2 separate regions of the Zea mays genome follow, and region 2 is linked to region 1. Evidence: chromatin contacts called from public Hi-C data. All regions are on one chromosome and are shown on one strand. Each heading gives the region's core, a stretch centred on a gene start, on an enhancer-like site or on the middle of the called end of the contact. The rest is flanking DNA. Distances are from core to core; before and after follow the strand shown.

Region 1 (6,667 bases), core at 394-2,893:
AATATATACAACTTAAATATGCACTATAATTTTTATTATATAAATTCAACAAGAATTTATTTAAGTACAATAATTATAGAATAAAATAATATTTAGTCCTACCTAGAATTATGGAAAAATTGTCTCATAAGAGGGTGAATTTCGTAGCCTAGCTAGGGGAAGGTGTGCAACAGGCGTGTCATGTGACTCATTTGAGTCGCGGCCTAGCGAAGGCTAATGAATGGTTTGGACATGACCTAATGGGGCTCGCGGTGGCAGCCCATCAAGGGGGCTAGCATGGCGGTGGGCGCACATGCTTGCTAGTACAGGATATCGCGACGCTAAGGTTTGCGCGTTTGGGTGGCGAGCGTAATTTGCGACGCCACACAACAGCGTGTGATGCGCGAACGAACGTGTGTCACTCTCGTCGTGATTGTTTTTTCTTCCTTATGAACTAACTTGGTCGAAATAACGAGTTCATTCAACACAATCAACTGACCATAGAAATCAATCTAATAGTGTTCATCTGACCATGAGAATTCAATCTAGATTGAACAAAATTGCCAAACCATGAGTTAGAGAGGATTGGGAATGACATATCATGAGCATTTAATCAAGATTGAAAAGATATACTAAACCATGAGTTTAGAGCGGATGAAGAACGGTATAACATGCTTCTTAATTTAGCGAACAACAATAAAACATGCAATAAAACATGTTTTGTAGGACAGTTTGACAAGGTTTGGAACCTTCATATTTGACAGAGAATTAGTACAGTTGGAATATGCAACAATGTTGGATAGAATAGTGCTGCAACAATGTTGGATAGAATAGTGTTGATGATGTGTGGAGTAATAACATCATCGTAAATCTTAGAACCAGATCATGAACCCTCCCATTAGCAATAGAGGAGTGAGAAAGATCTATATGATATATTTCTCGTTCACAATAAGGGACATATTTATTATGTAGAAAAGCAGAGCATCTTAGTATAAGTATGTTTGGTATTACTTTAGGTAACTCTTCCTACTCTTCGTATATAGTTTCTCAGTAAAGTGAACCGAAAATTTGGTTTTGTATCTGTTTTGATCGAGAGATATGGTAATGAGGCTAGACCTTTTTAAACATCAAGTCGGATTGAATTCGGATCGGATCAAAGTCAAACTATCGGTTGTTTGACATGACCCGTGTTCACCCTGTGTCTAGTATCAAATTAGATTTTGTTGGTTTGCGTCTTTCTGTTGGATGTGTCATGTCAGATTTTGTTCGGAGTGATGTCAGGTTTTTTGAGTTGGGTCGAGTTTTTAGTGAAAAATCACGGTCTGTGTCTATTCTATAAATTATTGTGATTCAAAAATTATCGGAATTTTTTTTCGAACGGGTCTCGTCGCCTTGGTCAGATGAGACGTAGTATTTTTTTTCTTCAAACAATTTTTTGTTAACGTTTTTCGATGGCGCAGGTACAGACAGAAAAATGGCGACACACCACGATGTTCGCGACTCTCTGCTCGCTAGCTCTAGCCAAGTGGTGACCGTGACCTCCATGCACCGGCTTTCACTTGGCCCCACGAAATATCTGAGAAGCTGCGCCCCTGGTCCACGTGTCACCATGCGAACCGAGACAATGGTATGGTAGCTCCCACCGGGACCCACACCAACTCTCGGCGAGAGCGATACGGTACCGCGCTCGGTCGGTGGGATCCAGTCCACGGCTGCAGAAGCGTTTGACTTGAGTGCCGCAAGTGTTCCGGGTCCCACGAGGCCGGAATGGTTCCTGGTTCCGGCCTTCCGGATCTTCTCAGGAAGGAGTAGCTATAGTTCACGACGCACGAGAGCGACGTGATTCGTGAGATGGGCGGTCTAGACTCAACACAGTAGAAAACGTGGCCCATTATGAGGAAGTCTGTAGGTGCCTTGGCCCTTGGGAGTCTGCTCTGGCTTGAGCCGCGATCCACGAGGCAGCACGTCTGCTCTTCACGGTCACGGGAGACATCAACATACTCCTTTCCTGGGGCGTACGGAAAGGGGAGCAAATTTTTATAACTTTTTAGGGTTAGAACCTTCAATTTTTCAAAGGATTCTCATTTTTCCAAAAAAAAGAACAATTTTTTTCTTGAAAATGAAAATCTCTTGAAAAATAGAATTACTAGGTCTAATTTAGCAACTTTATTTTTTGAAGGGTTTTATTTTCCTAAGAAAAAATGATTTAATTTCCCTTAGATTTTGTTTGGTTATTCTAGTATTGACCTCAATCCACATGTATTGAGGTGTATTATGGTGTAATTTAAACTAAATTATACCCCAATCCGCCTCAATACATGTAGATTAAGGTCAATACTAGAGTACCCAAACTAGACATTAGGGGGCGTTTGGATCCCTTCATTCCAACGGAATTAGAATTTACTTAATAGGGTAAGTTATTTTATTCAGAATTCGATATTACACCACTTTCTAAAGTTCAAATATAAGCCTATCTCAAATTCATAATAGAGGGATGTAAATTGATTTTATGTATATCCAAGCTACGATTCTACACTATAATTTATAACATACTCTTCAGTTCACTCCCCTATAGTGAAAATATAACACATAAATATCTCACTCATATGGCTAAGAGTGGTACACAAATATATTCTGCATAAAACCATATTAACTTACTTGATCTATGTCTCAATTACTATTATTAGAATTCAATTCTAACGATTCAAACGGGACCTCAGAAAAATAGAAATCCTTTGGAAAGATATGTGGTTACCAAATTAGCCCTTAGATTTTTTGGAACAAAAGAAAAGTGAAGGAATTTTGGAGTATTGAAGTCCAATAGAATTTTTTTCTACAAGGTCCTTCAGAACAAAGGATTGAGTTCCTGCAAATTCTATAAAATTTATGGAATAACCTATTGTAGTGTGATTTTGGATGATTTCTAATATGAGATCCAACCTCTTAGTAATTTTTCTTTGTGTCTTTCTGTCTCCTCTAATTGTTGTGTTCTTTCTATATTGCATCCAAATACTCTATTAGAAGTTTTCCTGCATTTTTAATTCCTATTGAACTGTAAGTGTCAAGTAATTCTATTCCTACGTTTTTCTTGTTCCTACATTTCATGAATCATGTATTCCAAAGGAGGCATGAGATTCATTTACTGTTAAGTATAGAAAATACTGAAATTTTGGGTGGGCTAATATAGTCCTGGCCTCCTCACCGGATCGATCCAATCCTCTTGACTTTCGACTTTCGTCCTCCTCCTCGGCTCAGTTTTTGCACCTATTCATTCGGCCCAATTCTTCCCGACACCGCTCAACCAGTATGCCCCGTTCCCAACATTGCACGACGCGCGTGTTGGGGCGAAGGCGAAGACGCCACCCTTCGCTCGATGCCTTCACCGTCCTCGCTGCACCAACGGAGACAAGACAACGGGCAGACTCACCCTTCGTCCCACACGTCACCGGACGAAGACCTATGACGAGGTCGTCTCATCTTGCGACCTCGTCCAACATGGAGGCCCACGTGTGATCCGGCCCATTGTAACAGGCCCTGCGTGGTCGCTGCGCATTACGGGCCTAATTTGTAAAGGTCTCCCTGTAATTACGGTCTGTAACCCCGCTTTATAGGAATATTCCGAGGATAACCTAGGCGCCTGAGGGCACATGCGTCCTTAACACTGGACGCTGGGCACTCAGATACCTATAAATACCCCCGCACAGTGCCCTCGAGAGGCTAGATGAATAGAGCTATTGCCATCTCGAGCAAAAACCTTGTTTACGCTGCTACACACCCCCGTTGGATCAACTTGCGCCGGAGAGCAAGTTCCAACATTTGACGCCCACCGTTCGTGCTACGAAAAAACCACCCGCGATGGCACCCAATAAAGCTAGCTCGAAGGCTGACGAGGCTGCGAAGGCAGCACTGCTGGTCGCAAAAAAGGGCAAGGCCCTCGCCCTCGTCCACACCACCCACCAAGAGGCCACTGAAGACGACGCTCTCCGCACCTGCGGCTCTGAAGGACAACCGCAACCTCCCCCAGGCTTCGCTCCACCGGAGGGCGCGGACGTCACCGAGGACGGCGAAGTCATCGGTGTCTCAGCGGAAGAACAACTACAGCTGCGCGCCTTGCGCATCAAGAACCGCAATCTCCAGAAGCAAAAAGAGATACTTGAGGCCAAGCGCCAACGTGTGTCTGCACAAGCCAAGGTGTGGCAAATGATACGCGACGAAGAGCAGAAGGCCCAGGAGCTCGAACAGGAGATCGCGCTAATGCAGCGTGAAGGCCACTTCGGCCTGCAACACGGGCCACCCCTGCAACCGCGCGCATAAGTCGAAGACCTACACTTCCCCCAGCGCGACCACGCCATCCCACACGCCGCGGTATTCCAAGGTGTCAACTACCTCAACGAGCGAAGTCCCCTGGCACCACACCTGCAAGTGACACCTTGGCCTGCCAACTTCCGGGCAGGGACCTATCCCAAGTACAACGGCAGCACTGACCTAGCACAATACATCATGAGTTATCAGGTCGCCGTTGCATCTTCCGGAGGGGACGACGCCACGATGGCCAAGTCCTTCATCATCGCCCTCGAAGGCCCAGCTCTCACCTGGTACACCAGGTTGCCCTCGTTGTCCATCGACTCCTGGAGAAGCCTCCGGGACAAATTCCTGCTCAACTTCCAAGTGTACCGCCCAGACACCGACGCCTTGGCTGAACTTTCACTCTGCAAGCAGCTGGAAAAAGAGACTCTGCGGGAGTACTACCGCATGTTTCTGACCCTCAAGTCACAGCTGCCCTCGGTCGATGACCAAATCGCCATCCACTACGCCATCAGTGGCCTTCGGGCCGGCGTCCTTTATAGCCACTGCATCAGGGATCCGCCCAAGAACCTCCAGGAGTTGTATCAGCTATTTGAAAAATATGCCAGATCCGAAGAGCTCCACCAGTGCAAAGTCGAGTCTCAGAGGAAACCCAAAGACACTCCACAGTCCAGCCGCACGTGGACGAGGCCTTCGCAGCCAGACTCCGGTCGGGACGGCCGTAATCAACAGCAAGTGCACAACATCACCAACTAGCACCCCGCTGGCGAGGCCCCTCGCCGCCAGGAATATCCCCCAGGGCCGCGGTCACGGGACTCGCGGTCGGGGCCGGGGACGTGCGCAGCAGCCGTGCCGATTTTACTGCCTGTTCCACGGCGAAGACTGCGCCCACCAAACCAGAGACTGCCCAGAGACGAAGGCCACCAGAGACAGGATGGCACGGGCACAACCAGCCGACAACCCTAGAGTTGTCGCGCACACATATCAGCAACCCCCTCCGCCATACATCCACGCCCCCGCTCCGCATCCACCGCATCACGCGTACCAACACCACCAGGAAGTACAAATCGTACCTCCCCCACCCCCACCTCCACACCAGCAACAACAAAACATCCACCACCCCCATGCCCCAAAGCAAGAGGACTTCGCCGATCAGCCGTATCGCGGAGTCATTCATATGATCACTGGGGGGGGGGGTCCAGCACCGACTTCGACACGAAGCGGCAGAAGCGGGACCACTACCGCAGCATCAACCACGTCACCATCACCGGTCCGGTCGTGCAGACGAAGTGGTCCCATGTGCCGCTAACCTTCGATGCCCGAGACATCGATCTGCGCAGCGCCCCCCACATCGACGCCATGGTTATTGATAGTCGCCTAGAGGGGGGGGGGTAAATAGGGCGAAACTGAAATTTACAAATATAAACACAACTACAAGCCGGATTAGCGTTAGAAATAAAAACGAGTCCGCGAGAGAGGGTGCAAAACAAATCTCAAGCAAATAAGGAGTGTGACACAAGGATTTGTTTTACCGAGGTTCGGTTCTCGCAAACCTACTCCCCGTTGAGGTGGTCACAAAGACCGGGTCTCTTTCAACCCTTTCCCTCTCTCAAACGGTCCCTCCGACCGAGTGAGCTTCTCTTCTCAAATCAAAACCGGGAACAAAACTTCCCCGCAAGGGCCACCACACAATTGGTGCCTCTTGCCTTGATTACAATGGAGTTTTGATTACAAGAACAAGTGATAAAGAAAAGAAGCAATCCAAGCGCAAGAGCTCAAAAGAACACGACAAATCTCTCTCGCTAATCACTAAAGCCTTGTGTGGAATTGGAGAGGATTTGATCTCTTGGGTGTGTCTAGAATTGAATGCCTAGCTCTTGTAAGTGGTTGAGAAGTGGAAAACTTGGATGCAATGAATGGTGGGTGGTTGGGGGTATTTATAGCCCCAACCACCAAACTAGCCGTTTGGTGGGGCTGACTGTCGTATGGTGCACCGGACAGTCTGGTGTACACCGGACATGTCCGGTGCGCCAGCCACGTCACCAAAGCCGTTGGAATTCGACCGTTGGAGCACTGTCTTCTGGGCCCGCCTGGATGTCCGGTGGCGCACCGGACATGTACTGTAGAGTGTCCGGTGCGCCAGTATGGGCGTGCCTGACTTCTGCGCGCGCTGGCGCGCATTTAATGCACTGCAGGTAGCCGTTGGTGCCGAAATAGCCGTTGCCCCACAGTTACACCGGACATGTCCGGTGAATTATAGCGGAGCAGCCGTCGCAGTTTCCCGAAGCTGGCGAGTTCCTGAGGCGCCGTTCCTTGGAGCACCGGACACTGTCCGGTGTACACCGGACAGTCCGGTGAATTATAGCGGAGCGCCTCTGAAAAT
Region 2 (6,629 bases), core at 2,148-4,647, 680 kb after region 1:
AGATTACATGTATGTTTAGCATATTGATGACCCATTTCAACAACTATGCTCAAAAGCTATATGATACTTACAGTTGTAGGATTGGGATCAAGAATTCTGGTAATCATGTTCTTGGCCCCAGCTGAAAACCAAGAGGGGCAGCTAAACTGAGCTTCTGAAATCTGTGATTGCAAAGGGGGTATTAAGATATGCTAAACAACCACAAAATCATGTTTTTTCTCTTTTCTCTATTTTTCAACATTGGTACCTTCTTGTATAGGGCGATGATGTTGTCATCCTCGAAAGGTAAATATCCAGCAAGAAGAACAAAGAGGATTACTCCGCAAGACCAAATATCTGCAGTTGCACCATCATAGCCTCCATCCTCGATCACCTACAATGATCCAACACAAATATTAGTTAGGTAACCTTGTTTGCAACCAAAACATGATTAATCTATAACAATCAAAAAAGAGGGAACGTACCTCAGGGGCAACATAATTGGGGGTTCCACATGTTGTATGAAGCAGACCATCAGCCTATAATAATACTTATAAGATTAAATGAAGCCAACAAGAGAACATGATGCAACAACTATACGAAGTTTATGGGAAGTGGTTCCAACTTTACCTTCACTTGCTCGGTTAAAGCACTTAAACCAAAGTCAGAAACTTTGAGATTTCCTGCAGCATCAAGCAGCAAATTCTCGAGCTGCAAATGCATGTTCAGCATAAATATGTCACTTGTCTGCACTACTGAACCCATAATATATTATAGAACAATCACAAAAGGTAACTTAGGCTTCACCTTCAAGTCTCTGTGATACACTCCCCTACTGTGGCAGTAATCAACAGCATTAATCAGTTGCTGGAAGTATTTACGTGCTTCGTCTTCCTTCAACCTTCCATTAGTAGCCTGGTTGTCATGTTTTTGCATAACAGCAGAATGAATTAATAAAAAAAACATGATCATCTAACTCGTGTTAGCAATGTCATGTACGACAAAGTGTTTCAAACAGCTGATATAGTTCCACTTACAATGATTTCGAAAAGCTCTCCGCCGGTAACATATTCCAGAACGATGAAAATTCTTGCTTTACTTCCCATCACCTGATGTAGAAAGCAAAATTTCATCCAAATAGTATCAGAGCATAGGCATGAGCAGAATATACATCATGAAGTGTGTGTAGTTTTTCGGATCTTACCTCAAACAGTCGAACAACATTAGGGTGCCTTACTAATTTCATGATACAAATTTCACGCTTAATCTGCATTGAATTTAGGATGATATCAGCACGAGATATGTCAAGTACGCAGCACCAATCTGTTTAAAAGACGCATACAGCAAAACACACTCCCGAGGAGTAAATTAAACAATACATGTATGCTTGCATCATGGTTATGATTTAGAAGTAAAGCAGAGGAATAATGAAGCCAACTACAGTGTAACTGAGGAAACGGACGCCTAACAGAGCACTGATGAAAACATATACTGAAGTGTGCAAACTGAAGCCAACTGGAAACAGTCATCCACACTGAAGTGTTCAATTTGCACAAAGTTCAGACTGCAACTGGAAACAGCACAAGGCACCAGGAGAACGAACATACTGAGTTGGTGCAGGTATGACTTGAACTGGAAGACCACCATGTGGATATATCTCGATGGCATGCAAATATGCAGGTATAGTATCGACGTATCGTTTCTTAATTGAAGTTACATCTTCCTATGCTCCCATGCTGTCACGGCAGCATCCAAGGAAGAAAATTCATTCTCCACCTCGTTCCTTTTGATAGAAAGATGTAAGTGACGGCAGTGAATTTTGATTTTTGACGAAAGGAAATCACATGGTCCAGCTAGTGACTGTTAGGAACGAGGACATGATTGGCTGCATGGCAAACTGAACTCCTTACCATTTTCGAAATCGAAAGTCACACAACACGGCTTCGACAGGGGAGCATAAAGGCTTTTAACCTCAATGTTTGTAGTTAACTAAAAGTTTGATCCATGCATCATGGTACTGACAGAAAATGGATATAACAAGAAGCTAGCCAGTGCATGGTCTCAGAAAGGAATAGTGGACGGATACTGACCTGCTCAACCAATCTGTGCCTCTTAACCTTCTCCTTGTCAAGGATTTTGATAGCAACAGGTTCCCCGTTTTCAGTGTTCTTAGCAAACCGGACCTTGGCGAAGGTCCCTTCCCCAATGGTGCGCCCGAGCTCGTACTTGCCGACGCGGCGCTTCACCTTCGGTGACAATGCAGCCCTCTTAGCCCGATACATCTTCCGACAGATGAAGGTTACTGTGAACCTTCAGGCTATTCTCTTCCAACACCTACAGTTGTTCAGTGAACCAGCCGTTGCGTTAGTTGTAAAACTACCCATTCATGTTCACTAAGCTGTAGTTACCCCCAAAAAGAAGTTCATCAAGCTGTGGTTGGAAAAAGGAGAATAAAACACCAGAGAAGGGAGAGAGGCGAGATGATATCATGTGATAGGTGACCGCACTTATATTATCTGAGTCGGTAGTCGGTTACACACCCTTTTGAAAGGGAGAAAAAAAAGAGCACATGAGTTTCGTTTGACTGAATCTGGTGGAAATTTCTGGGTAAAGAAACAGCAAATGGGACAGGAGACAGTAAATATTAAAAAAAATTACTCTCTCGCAAAAACAAAAACAAAAAAACTAGTACGCGAGATGAAAATGATTTAAAAAATGACCGGACATCTCTCCAAAGCAGAATGATTCAATCCAGCTAGTGCAATATGAAAGGTAGGTGAGAGACACACGTTCCCACAGATGGCTGAGACTTGTGCAGGCAGCGCATAAAGTCGTATAGGCAGAGGCAGCGGCACCAAGAAGCTTATAGTACATATTAAACAGCCAGCACTTGGTGACCAACTGTTAACGGATCAATCATAACCCAGGACCGAAGAAAGGCGTTGTACAGATGCGCGTCTGTACTGCTGAAAGAAACAGCAAGAGGGGAGAAGAGCCTGGCGTCGAGGGAAAGGTCACACAAACATACACACATACAGACGAGCAGGGAACGGTAAGCCCGCCAAAGGGAAATGCACATCTCTCATCACAGGACAAGCGAAACGAAAAATGCCGCAACGACGAGCGGCCTTGCAGCCCCGAAACCAAAGCCCACGGTCCGGGAATTGCGTCTCGAAAGAGGCAGATGCAGAGTTCGTGCAGCGCACAGCCAGAGCCAGCACAAGAACCAGATTCGGGGCGGGCGGGCGGGCCGAGGCACTGGATGCTCTCACCTTCCAGCGCTGAGCCCGAGCGCAGGCTGATCGGCGGCTGCTGCGACTGCGAGGAGCTCCGTCCGACGGCTGGGGGAGAAGCGAAGCGAGTCTACCAGGTTGATTGGATTGGAGGACGAGGAGGGTGTGTTGTGTGCTCGACGGGGGGAGAGACGAGGGTGGTGGGGTGGCGCTATAAAGGAAGCGGTGGTGTGATGCGCTGTGGCCTGTGGGCAAAGACGGCCAGGGCCAGGGCCAGGGACAGGGACCCCGCCACCAAAAGTTTGTTTGGTTGCAATTGCACAGCGTTGGCCACTTCACGCGACCCTTTTCAGGCCCCAAGGGCTGCATGGCCATGGCCCTGCACTGTACTGTGAATACACCTTCTCCCGGTCTCATAAAATTAGATATACATATATACTTCGTATAATATATACTGCTATATATTGAACAATTGCGTTGCATCAGGGATAACTGTGAATACAATTTCATGGAACAAGAGTAACACAGATTAGCTTATTCATTTATTAGAGTCAGGGCCGCGCCCGCGGATGGGAGTTCCAACGACGGAAGAAGCGACACAGACATTCTCTACTCAAGTATATATATTATTATAAAACCTAACTTCCCTTGGACCAAATATTTTTTTCACTGTGCTCCTCCAGAAAAATATATAGTCTCACTTGCTATCATGTTGTTCAGTCAAACCAATTGCATGCAGGTGGAACAGGGACACTGGAATTTCATACGTTATAATGCAGCACAAGAGAAGCGGCTGCTGATCACACCCACCTGTGACTGACGGTGTGCGCCCTTCCTTGGGCTGGTGGTGCCCTGTCTGTGCACGTCTGCCGAATTAAAATATAAGCGAAGGGCAGGAGGAGTGGAGGACCAAACAGCGATGTACTGCCAATAAATCCGGTGGACCCTACTCCCAGTCCCAGCGTTGGGTTGTTGGCTTGGCTGCACCCTGACCCTGCACGGACTGAGTGAGCAATCACACAACACAACCACCAGGATTTCGGGACGTTCTCCTTTTTCTGCAAATGCTCAGAATGATCACTGCTGCGGTGTGTCGCCTCGGTCGGTTTTGTGTGTGTGTGTGTGTAGGACAGCCAGTCGATTGGTCGCTTTGATTGGATTGGACGGGGAGGAGGAGTTCGACTCCTTCTGGGGAAAAGGATTATTACGTGCGCCAACTGGATCGATCTGACCCGACACCCGAGCGAGCGTGGATGCTCCTCTTCCATCGGCGGCGGATATCCGACCAGTGTTCTGCTGAATGACAGCAAGCCAGTGCTAGCTAACATTCCAACTCTGGACTAATCGAGATCTAAAGAATCTAAAAAAATAGCAAGAAGATATATTAATCTGTATCCCCTCCGGATCTAAAGTTTATAGGTATTCTGAGGCATCCACTCTCTCTTTCCTTCTTGAGCACGTACAACCTCATTTGATATACGGGCATAAACGAACTATTTGACTTTCTATACATATTATTTTTCTTAACTGTATTTATAATCTAAGGGGCTCAGGTTTGTATCCATCTCTATATGACTCTTCACACATATTGTCTTTTAACTGTATTTATGGTTTTGCGGTCTCATGGTCGTATGACACGGTCTCTTAACTATCTCTTATACTTAGAAAATCAAACCACCGGGACATGTACAACCCTGTGCCTCTAAATCGGTTTTTCAAGTATAAAAGACACCTAAGAAACTGTATGATACAAACCTGAGCCTTTAGATCATAAATACTGTGGTTTTACTGTGATAAAATAACATTGTCGTTATTTTTAGAGTTATGGGAACTCCACTTCAGACCACGCTTTTGGAGAGTCATTTTGTGATGGGATGAAACCCCTAAAAAAATCCTAAAACCTCCATGACAAGTGGTGGCAAACAAATTCACTTAAATAGAGCTAAAAATTGTTTGTTTTACTATTTTAACATGAGAATATTTAATCAAGTGTTCACTCTATGAAAAGCAAATGAAATCTGGTTAAAGTCGCATGAGCGCAAAAATATTGCCTGGCTACACAAAGTTACGACTCTTTTAAAAGGAACATCTACAAAGGAACCATACCGAGCATAGACTACAATTATGTTGTCATCAACTCGAATAAATTCTTAGAAAAATTTGGACAGCAACTTCCCTTCTTGAAGCTCATAAATGTCATGAAAAGAGCGCATCTTTGTTCTTGGCACCTGCTAGCTAGCTTGAGGAGGAAGAATAAATATAAAGCAGGTACATTAGTACGATGTTGGTGCCTTCAATCAATCCTAATGTTAAGTGATTAGTACGGATTAAAGACTAAAGCGGTATCATATTAACATCACTTGATATCTTTAAATGATGGTGATTGGTTTAATATTAGTACCGGTTAATATTTTTTTCTACAGGAACACGACAATTAAAATTGTTACTAATGCTTGCGCTGCGTCTCCAGTGTCCACATAAAAGAGAGCGGTAGCGGCAGCAAGTCAGTACGGTGAAGACGGATGACCACCACCAGTGGTGGAACCTACTCACACAGTCACGGGGGCCACCACATGTGCCGGAGCATCGGGCGAATGGTCCCCGCATCGCCATCGGAGATGCCGCTTTGGACCGCGGCCACATGGGGGCGTCGCTCGCGCCTTTTGCCTGTTCCATTCCATCCAAGTTGGCAACGGCGCGCAAGAGTTGGCGAGAGCACGCGCCTGTTGTTCCTCCCCGCGGAGAAAGGACACGAGAGGCACAATGGCCGTGCCTGTGAGTGAGGAATAATACGCATGCTAAAATACTCAATGAGCAGTTGAACTCTCTAAAATATCCGTGCTAACAAAAATACCTCCCTATAATGTTCATACGTCTTTATAATAATATATCTTACTATATGTCTTATCCTTTCTATCGATCAATTTTTTTAAAAAAAACAAACGGTATCGATCTTATCCCTTCTTTATAGGTATTTTTCTTTGACAAAAAATATACCTACTACACAGACAATAATATTACGACTTATAAAGAACCAATGTGTGTATCTATACTATACTACTCTATTAATAACCTAATGTGGACTACTACTACGTATTCACCCTCACCACGTGCAGCGCAAAAAATAATACAAAGAGAGCACTCAAACTCACACTCCTCTATTTTAGAAATTTGTTGCTAACCACCAGACCACATATATGTTAGTGTTTAAAAATAAACAATAATTATATTTTTAGCCTAGACGCCGCTTCCACGCTCTCCCGTCTCGTGGCAACGTACGGACACGCCAATATAACATCCATATAAATAAAGATCAATGCAACACACATGTGCTTTTAATAAATAAAACATGTATCATGTTTATATTAGCTTATTGTTTTAGCAAGGAAAAAGACTAGGGATAAGAATCAATAAGCT

Evidence for each region. Hi-C and Micro-C count contacts between places; a contact is called where the count stands out from the background.
Region 2: a Hi-C map of endosperm shows a contact between it and region 1, with 2.4 times the contacts expected there. The contact joins the promoter of LOC100281467 here to the enhancer-like site in region 1. A contact is called at or near these places in 2 of 25 Hi-C or Micro-C datasets (endosperm and leaf mesophyll).

What each region holds. Positions count from the first base shown.
Region 1 is chr1:51,368,223-51,374,889 of Zm-B73-REFERENCE-NAM-5.0, forward strand. No RefSeq gene overlaps it. Among protein-coding and RNA genes, the nearest start is that of LOC606403, 65 kb to the right of the region's middle. Within about 2 kb of position 1,644, at least 17 of the 20 cell types and tissues checked have an H3K27ac peak or open chromatin away from gene starts, as enhancers often do. A contact at or near this core is called in endosperm and leaf mesophyll, where this site is marked.
Region 2 is chr1:52,043,210-52,049,838 of Zm-B73-REFERENCE-NAM-5.0, forward strand. LOC100281467 reads right to left here and starts at 3,398. Exons shown (of 15, transcript NM_001154385.2): 1 at 3,252-3,398; 2 at 2,070-2,313; 3 at 1,184-1,246; 4 at 1,017-1,088; 5 at 787-894; 6 at 610-690; 7 at 465-518; 8 at 248-373; 9 at 72-161. The coding sequence starts at 2,261.